Regions from separate parts of the Mus musculus genome. Here region 1 is linked to region 2. Evidence: chromatin contacts called from public Hi-C data. All regions are on one chromosome and are shown on one strand. The core of a region is the stretch at or near the end of the contact, and the rest is flanking DNA. Distances in the headings are between cores, read along the strand shown. Region 1 holds the start of Gabra2 (gamma-aminobutyric acid (GABA) A receptor, subunit alpha 2). Region 2 overlaps Gabra2 (gamma-aminobutyric acid (GABA) A receptor, subunit alpha 2).

Region 1 (5,502 bases), core at 2,326-4,825, 100 kb before region 2:
TCCATGCATGCATGAAATATGTTTCAATCAAATCCACTCACCTTTCCCAACTCTCCAATTCCTCCACAATCTCTCTCACCAATTTCCCTTCCTTACTTCATATGATCTTTTATTTTTCTTTAACCCACTGAATCCACTTAATGCTGGTCTGTATGTACTTGGGGGTAGGACCATCTCATGGAGCATGGATAGTCTCTTAGTTGTCTAATCCCTGAAGAAAACTTAATCTTCATCCCGGACAGCTATCAATAGCCAATAGTTTTTCAGAGAAGGCTTCCATGTCATGAGCCATCCAAAATAAAAGCTAGCACTTTGTCTTGTATGTGCAGTCATAGCTATTGTGAGTTATTTGTGCAATAGTCTTGACCTGTCCAGAAAATACTCTGTGGCTTTACATTTACATTACCTCTGGCTCTTACAGTCATTCCACTCTCTCTTCTGTGACTGCCCCTGAGTTGTAAGAGGAGTGGTGAGATATAGCTGGCCTGTTTATAGCTGAGCACTCCACAGTCTCTTACACTCTGCAAGTTGACCAGTCACCTCTATATTAGTTACCCTATACTGTCAAAGGGAGCTTCTGCAGTACACTCTTAATGTATGCTATACATGCAGACACACATATACTATTTGCTTTCTTGCAGAAAGCTTCAAGGATTGTGATGCTCTCAAGGCATGTAGAGGGTTTGGAGTAGTAGTGCTCAACTCGGGTCTGTAGAAATGAAAACAACCATATTTGTAACAGACTTAAAAGTCATACAGTATTATGAGATATAAAAAATGCAATATAAATAAAAGGTCTTCAGATTCTCCTGCTTCCTTTTATTCTTGAAAGTCACATGGCCTTGGATACTGCAGATGTAATGCTCTTCCTGCTCCAATCCAATTTAGACAAGTCAATCAAATGGGTTCAATTCAGGAGGCTCTGCACTGGCCAAGCATGGATGGGAATGGATTTACTGGCAACCAATTAGCTATTTTTTTTTCAGGGTCAGCTTCTCCAGGATATGGTCCAAAGGAAGTAGGTAGGAAAAGCTTAGTAACTAACCATAGGTCAGGCTCTCCAAGTTCAGGCTGTTAACTCACACGCTACCATAGAGAGCTGAGAGGAAAATCAGGCTGCATTCAGATGTTTGAGGAGACTGGACAATGTCAGGACTACAGGGAGATATCTGTATGAATATAGCTCTGAGGCAAATGACTGTTATCTGCTGTCAGCATTTCTGATTTCCAGTTCCTTCAGTGTGGTTTGAAGTGGTAACCACAGGTGTCCAACATCAATAGAAATCATAAAACATTTTCTGTGGTTGGGGGGGGATACTAAAGATCGAAATTTTATGATTTAAAAGAATTTTTGGCTATACTCTAGATCTTGTGAATATGTATCCAAATATTTGAACTGTTTCAACATACACTTTTACAGAAACAAAGTGGTGGAAAGAAATTACTTGGAACAGCCTGCTGACGAAGCCTCTCAAATGCAGATTATGTCAGTGAGATTACAAGTTAAATCAGGCTGTTCACAGACAAAGCTGTTTTTCTTTAAAAAATACCAAACCAAACCAAAAATCACTTCAATTAATAAAAGTTTTAAAATGGAAATGGGCAGTTAGAATCTTTTTTTTTTCCATATCAGAATCAAGAGGAGAAAATAGCAGTCAGTAAGCAAGCACAGAATATTTTCAAAGACTGAGGTTCATGAAAGAGAAATCTTGTAGGGACATGGCAAATATGGTTGCCCTGGTCAAAATATAAAGAGTTTAGCTGTGATATAAAGGCAAGGTGAGAGAGCTCCTTACAGTAAAGGACACATGGGAGTGGGGCAGGAAGGGGCAGTCCAGAGTGTTCTCAGCAAGTAAAAGGCTCTAGATTCTCTGCTTGCAAGGTTTTAAATGGCATGTCTTTTATCTTTGTGAATTTTAATTAGACTCTTCAATGGGCAAGCCAGCAAAGGAATATTAACGAAGGAGGGGGAGAAGGCTGCATGTTGCTCCTTTCTTCTTAGTAGGGTCAGCTAAATAAGAAATGTTTGCTTAGGTTTTAAGAAGTTAAATGCTCATTGGCAACGTGGTGGCTTATGGTTTAAAAGGAACAGCCTGAAATATTTCTATTGTAAGTGTCTTCCTCTCTTCCCATAATCTTCAAAGGAAAGCTAAAATTTACTGTAGATTAGCACTGCCCGTTAGGAAAACTGCATCATCTAGTAAAAAAAAAATCTTGTGTGTGTGTGTGTGTGTGTGTGTGTGTGTGTGTGTGTGTGTGTGTGCTCAACTACCAAATGGTACATATTGACTCTGAATGTAAAATAACAGAGTCGTACAAGCTTAGGACACTCTCCCTTTTCTCCTTTTATAGTGTCTCACATTTATGAAAACTTCTGAGAAAAAAAGATAAAGAGCGGCTCTGGTTTGCCTGAGTAGAATGTTCCTAAGATTCAGTTTCCTGCACAGTACAAAAAGGAATGCATCTTTCTTTTCTTTTTCATTGGTTTCCTTTTTCTTTTTCTGTTCATGTTGCACGGTTCGATTTTATCGCCCCAGATAAAGCGGAAGGAAACATCAGACAGATCAAACACAGAATTCTCAAAGTGTATGATAGGTTTGGAATTACAAGTCCCTGCCAAGAAAAAGCCCTAAAGGGGGGAAAACCTCAAACTGCTCCATCTCGTTCCTGTCTGCAATGGAAAGAAGGCAGCAGGTTCCTTAGCTCAGGGCTAACATAAACTTTTTATAGCTCTTAGACTGAATCTTGAGCACCAGGTAAGGAGAATGCCTGGACAAAGAGATTAGGGTAAAGCATTGCTGAAAGAAAGCAGGGGGTTTTCCTGAAGGGTAAGGTCAGCATAGGGCCCTCACTGATCCGCTTTGGGCAAGTCTCCAGACCTCCTAGCTTGAGGGGAAACTGGTCCTAATTATGGGAGCGCTGAGCAAAGAGAGGTACATCCAGAGGGCTAAGGAAATCAAAGAAACTTCCTGCTGTGTAATTCCACGTAACGTGCGTTTAACATGGTCCTGCGTGGATGCGCTGATGACTAAGTAAAGGCGTGATTAGCCCCTTCGCCCTCCAGTGGGAGCCATACATCGTTACCTCTTCCAGGCAACCACGTCGCTCCACTAGGGATGATGTCGGGGGACGAGCGGCAGGGAGCCGCCCGTGGGACCTAGGGCCTCACAAACACACACCATTCACAGTTCAGCACCCACACTCACCAGCAGCCGCCCCCTAACCCTTACACCAGGAAGCTCACTGCCTCCAGCTCCAGGCAGGGTGTGGGCTCCACTCCTCCAGCGCGGTGTGGGCGCGGGCAGCGGCGCTCCCAGGCGCACTGTGGTGCCCCGCGCTACCCCGGCTGTGCTGCCCCAGGTGCCCAGAGGGCGGCGGTGGCTTGGCCAGGATTGGGGTGGGGGATAAGGGGTCCCCTATTCCCTGGAACCTTCTTAATCCTCTTCCTTGGGCTAGCTCCTCCTCCTCCAGGCGCGGGGCTCGTGCCCGCTGCTGCCTGCCTGCGCGCATCGCGCCTCCGCGCCCCCACCCCGGCTCCTGCGATCGCTACTCCCTCCTCCTCTTCCTCCTCCTCCTCCTCCGCCCATCACCGCCACTACGGACGCCTTCGCCGCCTACTCCTCGCGCGGCCACGACTCCTCAAGCTCTCTGCTACAGCTTCCACCGGCCCATCCATTCGTTTGCTGCCTGGTCTTTAGGCTGCTGCAGTCTCTCTCTCTCTCTCTCTCTCTCTCTCTCTCTCTCTCTCTCTCTCTCTCTCTCTCTCTCTCTCTCTCTCTCTCAAGTTTCTGTGGAAACAGATTCAAAGCCACTGGAGGAAAACATCTACTACTTCTACTAGCTGTTCAGGTAGGGTCGCAGACGTTGGTGGCAGCGGGGGTAACCTTTGCTCATTCCCCTCTGCTTCGCCAGCATGCCACCCCCACCCCACCAACCCACTCCACTCTTCATGCTCCTTCGACACGGAGGCTCAGGTTCTCCTAGTCTCTCCATCCTCCAAGATCGAATTCCAATGTCCCTCCCCAGAAACGTATATTCGCAACTACAATAAAAATCCAAGAGCCAGTCCGGCGGCTGCACGCTGGCCCGGCTCTTTTACAGTCTCCAACTTTGCACACACTGGCAGCGCTGCCTGCCTGCTCAGCGGCGTCTGATCCGGAGCCTCACGCTCCTTTGGTAGTCTTGGCTCAGAGCAGCTGTCAAATGCATAGTTCGCAGCACTTGATTTCCACCCTGCTGCCTCTTGAACATGGACGTGGGCAAATGTGAAAGGGCAGGGCGAATGATTTGGATTTGATTTTCTATTTTTTTTTTTTTTTGAGGGTGTGATGGTGGTTGTTGTTGAGTAAAGTGAAGACGTGAGTACCACAATTAACTGTAAGGAAAAGATAGAAATGAAAAAGTAGCCTGCTTGCTGCCAGCTTTTTCCTGCTGTCGTTGCGGAGGTGATCTTCCTTGAGAGGGTGAGGCGTGGAGTATCCATCTCCCCACCTCTTTCGCACACACTCCTCCAACCTATTTCTTCATCAGCTACTGTGTCAGTTTAGAGTCCCGGGTTGTCATTTTATGCGTGCATAACGATTTTTTTTTTTTCAGAGGATGGGACTGGGGAAGTTATAGGCAGAGGAAAATGTATTAGTGGTGTAATCTTTCCATTAAAAAAATCCTTTCCCATTGCCTGTCATCCAGTCCTATACCTAGTAGACAGGAGTAACATCCCCTCCTAATTGAAATGAAATTCTTTTGGGTTATTGGCTTGGTAGGATGAGAACAAATTTAATTTAATTTTGTTTTTTCTTCCATAGCTTTGGCAACAAGAAGATGAAGACAAAATTGAGCACATGCAATGTATGGTCTCTGCTGCTTGTTCTTCTGGTGTGGGACCCAGTCAGGTGAAGCATTGTTTTTGATTTCTTCATTCCAGGTCTAGGATGATTTTTAAGTGACACAACTGTATCCACACTCTTTAAAAGACTAGGTATTTTGAGGAATTATCAATTATTTTAGTGGAAATGGATTGTACAGGAAATTGTCGTACTAAGTGTCTGAAACTCTAAAAAGTTTGCTGATTTTTTTTTAAGCAGCCAAACACACACACACACACAACAAAAATGAATGGGATTTTTTTTTTCTATTTGAGGCATTTAATTGAAGAAGCGACTACCCTATCAGGGATATATTAGTTTAAAGAATGCCTGTCGTTAAGGTGTTCATAGTTATACTAAATTCTGGTAAGGAAGCTAAGCCGTCCTTGGAACACACAGAAAAAAAAAAATCAGCTAAATGATTTAAGTGGCAACTTAGGCTTTTTCTTTTCTTTCTGTTTCTTTCTTTGCATTTTGTATTGAGCCACTGGGGCTTCTATAGACAGAGTAGGAAACCTAACTGGTATGTGAGTCTGAGACCTGTAGGTGGAGGCAGCACACAACTAGACAATCACAAACATCGAAACAAAAGCTGATTTATGAGCCAACTTTTCATCTTATTAATTTAGAGATAATT
Region 2 (5,806 bases), core at 3,283-5,782:
GAGATGAAGGCCAGGTCGATGCTCAGAGTGTAAGGTGCTTACACACACACACACACACACACACCATGCACACTAAATATTTGGAAGTTGAATAAAGGAAGTGTCTATGGAATGCCACCTAATGCTGCCCTCTGGCCTCCACACACACAGATACATATCTATCCACACCTGCATAAACATTTTTCTTCCAGCACATACATATACAAACACATGAGATACAGAGAGGCACAAAGACAAGAGAGAGAAAGGAGAGCAAGAGAGAGAGAGAGAGAGAGAGAGAGAGAGAGAGAGAGAGAAAGAGAGAGAGAGAGAGAGAGAGAGAGAGAGAGAGGGAGACAGAGAGACAGAGAGACAGAGAGACAGAGACAGAGAAAGACAGAGACAGACAGAGAGACAGATGAGAGAGAACAAATAATACATGATTTGCAGTATATATGTATAGATGTAAGGACTGAAAGCAATTTTCTCACAAATGGATGCTGTTTAATGGTGAAAGCATTCTTGGCAAAAATTCTAAAAGTTATTCTTTGCTGTCAATATAACTCTGCACGTGTGTGTGTGTGTGTGTGTGTGTGTGTGTGTGTGTGTGTGTGTGTGTATTGTACTGAATTTTAAGACTCTGTACTGTTTACCCCACGGGTTCTGTTGGCCTGTATGGTGTAACTCATCTGAGTGATGACCAGCAACTAACATAAACCATGTTCCTAGAGTTTAGACCCTCTCCAAATATTTTAAGTTTGGGCATGCTTATTCAATTTCTTCTTAAAATTTTTTTCAAACAAAATAAATTAAGATAAAACAAAAGCTGTCTCCTGGGAATTGGACAAGACAAACCAACAAAAGGAAAAGAGGTCAAGAGAAGGCTCTAGAACCCACTCATTCAAACAGTAAGGAGTCCAAAAAAAAAAAAAAAAAAAACCTACCCCGAGAGCAATAATATATATGCAGAAGACCTTGTGTAGACCCAAGTAGGTCCTACACTTGCTAGTTCAGTCTGTGTGATTTCATATGGGCTTTGCTCAGTTCATTTGGATGGCCTTGTTCTCTTGAAGTCTTCCACTCCTTGGCTCTTACACCCCTTCCATTTCTACTTCTGTGGATTTTCCTAAGCCCTGAGGGGAGGGATTTGATGGACACAAAATATGTACAGCTGTGTGTTCCAAGAACTCTCTCTTTGTGCGTCTTGCTGTAGGTCTTTGTATAGTTCATATCTACTGCAGGAGAAAGGTTCTTGGATGATGGCTGAATAAAAGCACTGATCTCTGAGCATGATAGAATATCGTTTGGAGCTATTTTTACTGTTGTTTTTTTAAACAGTAGTACTTGGTTTTATCCTAGGTCTGTGGCCAATCTGGTTTCTGGTTCTTTGTCACCGAAGCAGTGTTGAGTTATGGGATCCAACTTGTGGAGAGGACCTTAAGTCCTGTCAGACATTGGTTGGTTACTTCCACAAGATCTGTTCCACCATTGCTCACCAAGCATACTTTGAAGGCAGGATACATTGTAATTCCAAGCTATTGAGGGTGGATAGATGTTGAAGTTAGAATTTCTTCTTATAGATCATGTACTTTATTATTTTGGGTTAATTACATATGATAGTATTTGTTGGTATGCTTTGTCAAAGCTAAAACACATAGTTGGTAAAGTTTGTAAAGTGATGAGGAATGCTTAATTTTTAGATACAGCATATCTTGCTTTAGTCTTTCTCTGTTGTTTAGCTGAGTGACTCCTGGCAGTGTTTTTAGCTCCTGTGTACCTTAGTTTATTGCATCCATAAAACTGTACATGTAATAATCTTGTCTTTAGAGATGAGGCTAGGGGAATAACATCACACAACACCCTCATATGCATGACTTTACAGAACATTGGCCATGCTTATAGCACAGGATAAATGCTGTGTAATTATCTACAATACTTATTATCTGGTTTCTGACATAGCTTTCTTCTTTATGTCAAGACATGTATAAAGGGTGGCCAGCCCATTTGAAATAAAGTAACAGTACTCACCTTCATGAGACAGTCTTTAAGGAATCATAAACTCTAGAGATCTAGCAACAATAAATCTGGACTAGAATTTAAGTTCTTTGACATCTGATCACCAGGGGATGGGTTTTGTGAAGAGCATGTCTGAATACTTGGCAGTATTTATTTGTGTGCACTATAGCTGGTGAATTCAAGTTTAGTGTGGTAGGACAATTCAAGTCAATTCAAGTAGCAAAATTCACTTCCATGCAAGTAGTGAAATTCAATTCAAGGGGGGAAATTTAATTCAACTCAATTGCCAGCCCCTGTTTACTTCATTCTTACTAGCCATGGGCCAGTTTAACATCTCTAAGAAGCATGATTTTAGAAATGCATTTCATCTATAAACACCACCATTGAGTCTTTCTTTTTATACATAGCTCCTATGTTCAGAATGGATAGCATCCTCCTAGACAACAATTGAGTCACTCAAATCATGAGTCTCTATATGCTTTCCAATACCTTAAACCAACATACATCCTTATCATCTAGTCTTCGATCTCATTTACATATAACTGAGCTTGGCCTTGCCCTGGTTTTAGCTTGAATAAGAATAATGAAAAAGCTGAAAGCTGACCTACCTGGAATCTCATAGCTCCACTCCCCTCACCTGCAAACAGAAAACATCTGCTACCAATGTTCCTGTGTGGCCAGCCCTCTTATCTACACACTAGAATGTGTCCTTCACACCTGCGTAAGAATACCATTGACATAATACTTCATCTCTAATATTCTCCGTGCATTCAGTATTTAGTCATCACTAATAGAAGAGCTAAAAATATCTCCTTTACTATGGGATTTGTGTGCTGAAAATATACCCATTTGCATGCAATCTGTATAGGCTTCCAGGGTCCAGGCTTCTTTATTGGGTGTTTGACCCATAGTCACACAAGACACATGATCAGAACACTGGTAAAAGTAAAAGACCTCTGTGTTATAACTCTTAAGAAGGCATTAAGTGTGCTGAATCCTTTTTATAATGATATAATTTCATTTTACTAAACACGGCACGAGGAATTGAAACAAGGAAACACACACACACACACACACGCACACACACATATATATATTTCTTCATACTTACATACACATATGTGTGTATGTCAATCATTTAATGAAATAACAAAAAAGTACTATGGAGAACTGATTGCATTGTGGACAGAATATTATACCAGTAATCAAGAAAGCTTGTGCCACTTTGCCTCTATTGCTAGGTAGGAAAATCCATTTAATTTCTGTATACGCTAGGCTTGTTTCATTGATAACGGAAACCCAAGCTATCTGCATTTGGGATATGCTAGAAGGAGGCATGAAGTAACAAACACAAGGCCAATATATATTTTCTATATCAGTATATCTGCAAATTCTGTAAAGGACTATGGGCTATGAAGGATGCTGACAGGCAGTAGTAGTTAGCTAGGCAAAATAAACTTATAGGTATTGATTACATGTGTGTATGCTAATATGTTATTTATTTATTCATTCATTCATTCATTCACTTTACGTCTCAATCACATCCCCTCGCCCCTCTCCTCCCAGTGCTACCTATTCATGCCACTTCCCCACTTCTCCCCTCTTCCAAGGAGAAGGGGAACCCCCCAGTCCCCATCAACCTGCCCTGGTGCATCAAGTTGCATCAGGACTAAGCCCATCCTCTCACACTGAGGCCAGACAACGCAGCCCAGCTAGGAGAAAGGGATCCAAACACAAGAAACAGAGCATGAGTCAGAGACAGCCCCCACTCTGCTCCAATTGTTAGAGAACCCATATGAAGACCAAGCTGAATATCTGCTATATGTGTGTAAGGGGACAAGGCCAGTCCAGGCATGCATGTCCTTTGGTTGTTGGTGTGGTCTTGTGTGCTAATATTTTTATCAAGGGGAAAAGAAGATTTTTCCTAAATGTAGAAGGACTCCTATTTTTTTTTTTTTCATGAATCACTCTTGACTGAATCAAGGTGAAGAGTAAATTTCCACTGTAAACTTAATCGTTTTATTTACCGCAGACTCAAAAACTGTATTTCTCACCTTACCCGGCTTGTTTTCCTGGCTAGTACCCATGGGCATATTAGTTTGAAGTCTGTGGATGAGGGCAGGCAGTGATTGGAAAGAGCACTGTAGAAGCTCAAAGCAAACAGCAAGGAGAGCAAGAGAGCAAGACAGAGAGAGAAAGAGATGAGGGAGAGAGGGAGGGAGCGAGAGGGGCGAAGTAACTGGGTAGCTGGGAAAGAGACAGTTACATGAGTAAAGATTTCAGTCAGTGCAGCTAAAGAGTTGGAGCAGTCTTATCAGGAAAATGATAATCACCGCTGAAATTCACAAGAAGAAGCAGCGAGAGGAAGTAGAATGTGTGGATGGTACAGGGTATGAAAATAATGAACACGGAGACTGTACATGGCAGAGATGATTTCAGAGTTTATTCCCAATCTCGGTTTTCCAAGAGGCACCGGCTGTGAGCGCTAACAGGAGGCATACCTGGCATCTCAGAATTGACTTTGGCACAAGGCAGCACATGCTAATCAGATGCAAGCTGCCAGCCCACCAGCCGCCTTTCTCCCTGCTGCTGCCACAGTCTCATCCCAGCCGTCCCACTGCCAATTAGGAAAGTGAGTGAAGCAAAATACAGTAATAAGCCATGGCAAGGAAAATCAGAGAGCCTTTCCAGTTCCAGTTCGGGCTGGGATGGTTTGTTGGGAATATAGTTGGCCTGCCCAAGTTTTCTTAATATTAACGAATTATTATCATCTTTCAGTGAGGGTATAAGAAGGTAATTAAAAGCAAATGCTATTGTTTACTTGGTCCACTTTGCAGTAATATTGAGATTTTTGAGAAGGTCTTGTAAATTTTTAACATAATGTAGTCATAATTGTTTAAGACATTTAAGCTACTCTTATTTGTAGCTCAGAAACAGCACTAAAAACGGCACTGTATAACACCCTATACTATATTTCTGAGTTGAGTATATCAAAATTACTAGCTGTTTAATTATGAAACAATTTCTTAGTTAAAATAATAGGAGTGCCTTCCTATTTGCAGACAAGAAAACTGACCCGTGGAGCTATTCTGAGGCCCTATAACTTCTATAAACTCTCCATAACACCCTTTCTATTATCTAATATCAAGTCAACACAGAAAGAGCAATCTGTGTGTGTGTGTATGTGTGTGTGTATGTGTGTGTGTGTGTGTGTGTGTGTGTGATCCCTTTGAGAATTGTGTTTACTAAAAGTATGTCAGAACTTGAGTCCAACACTAAGATCTATATTCTCATCATCATTGTTTGCTGTCAGCAGATGAACTTGGAGGAGTGGTGGGTGTTTGAACTATAGTTGAAGTTTCACTATTAGTGGACCAGGACTTACATCGTAAAATAAAGTTTAACATTCTTATCTGTCCTGTCTAAATGTTATGGTTTACATTTTGAAGCAAAGTAATCCTGATTATCTCTGAGCATATAACTACTCATAGTTGTATCATGATAGCACGTAGAAACTCAGTATAAATTAAAAATGATTTGATTGTTGTATTAACTGTGTTCTCAGAGCATTTGTACAATATATTCTGTCTTGGGAGTCATCTATGAAATATTTATAATATTATAGGATATATGAGGAAGACTGCAGGTATCTAGGATTTTTTTTTTCTCATTGTAATTTTGTTTGTTTTGTTGATTCAGGCTTTCTTGTGCAGAGCAAGTAAGCCATGAAGGATGACATCTCTTGCTTAAGCCTCCAAAATGATATCTTACGGATGTCTCCTTAACTTGACTTCGGTTTTGAAGTATATCT

The links. A called contact is a pair of places that touch in the nucleus more often than the background predicts.
Region 1: a contact with region 2 is called in a Hi-C map of ventral hippocampal neurons, with 1.7 times the contacts expected there. The contact joins the promoter of Gabra2 here to the enhancer-like site in region 2. A contact is called at or near these places in 1 of 39 promoter capture datasets (hippocampal neurons) and 5 of 484 Hi-C or Micro-C datasets (cerebral cortex, cortical neurons, forebrain and 1 more).

What each region holds. Positions count from the first base shown.
Region 1 is chr5:71,093,922-71,099,423 of GRCm38.p6, reverse strand. It overlaps Gabra2 (gamma-aminobutyric acid (GABA) A receptor, subunit alpha 2), which reads left to right and starts at 3,575. Exons shown (of 10, transcript NM_008066.4): 1 at 3,575-3,849; 2 at 4,806-4,892. The coding sequence starts at 4,822.
Region 2 is chr5:70,994,532-71,000,337 of GRCm38.p6, reverse strand. All of the region lies in intron 8 of Gabra2 (gamma-aminobutyric acid (GABA) A receptor, subunit alpha 2), which reads left to right. Among named protein-coding and RNA genes, the nearest start is that of Gabra2, 98 kb to the left of the region's middle. Within about 2 kb of position 4,532, at least 26 of the 459 cell types and tissues checked have an H3K27ac peak or open chromatin away from gene starts, as enhancers often do. A contact at or near this core is called in cerebral cortex, cortical neurons, forebrain and 1 more, where this site is marked.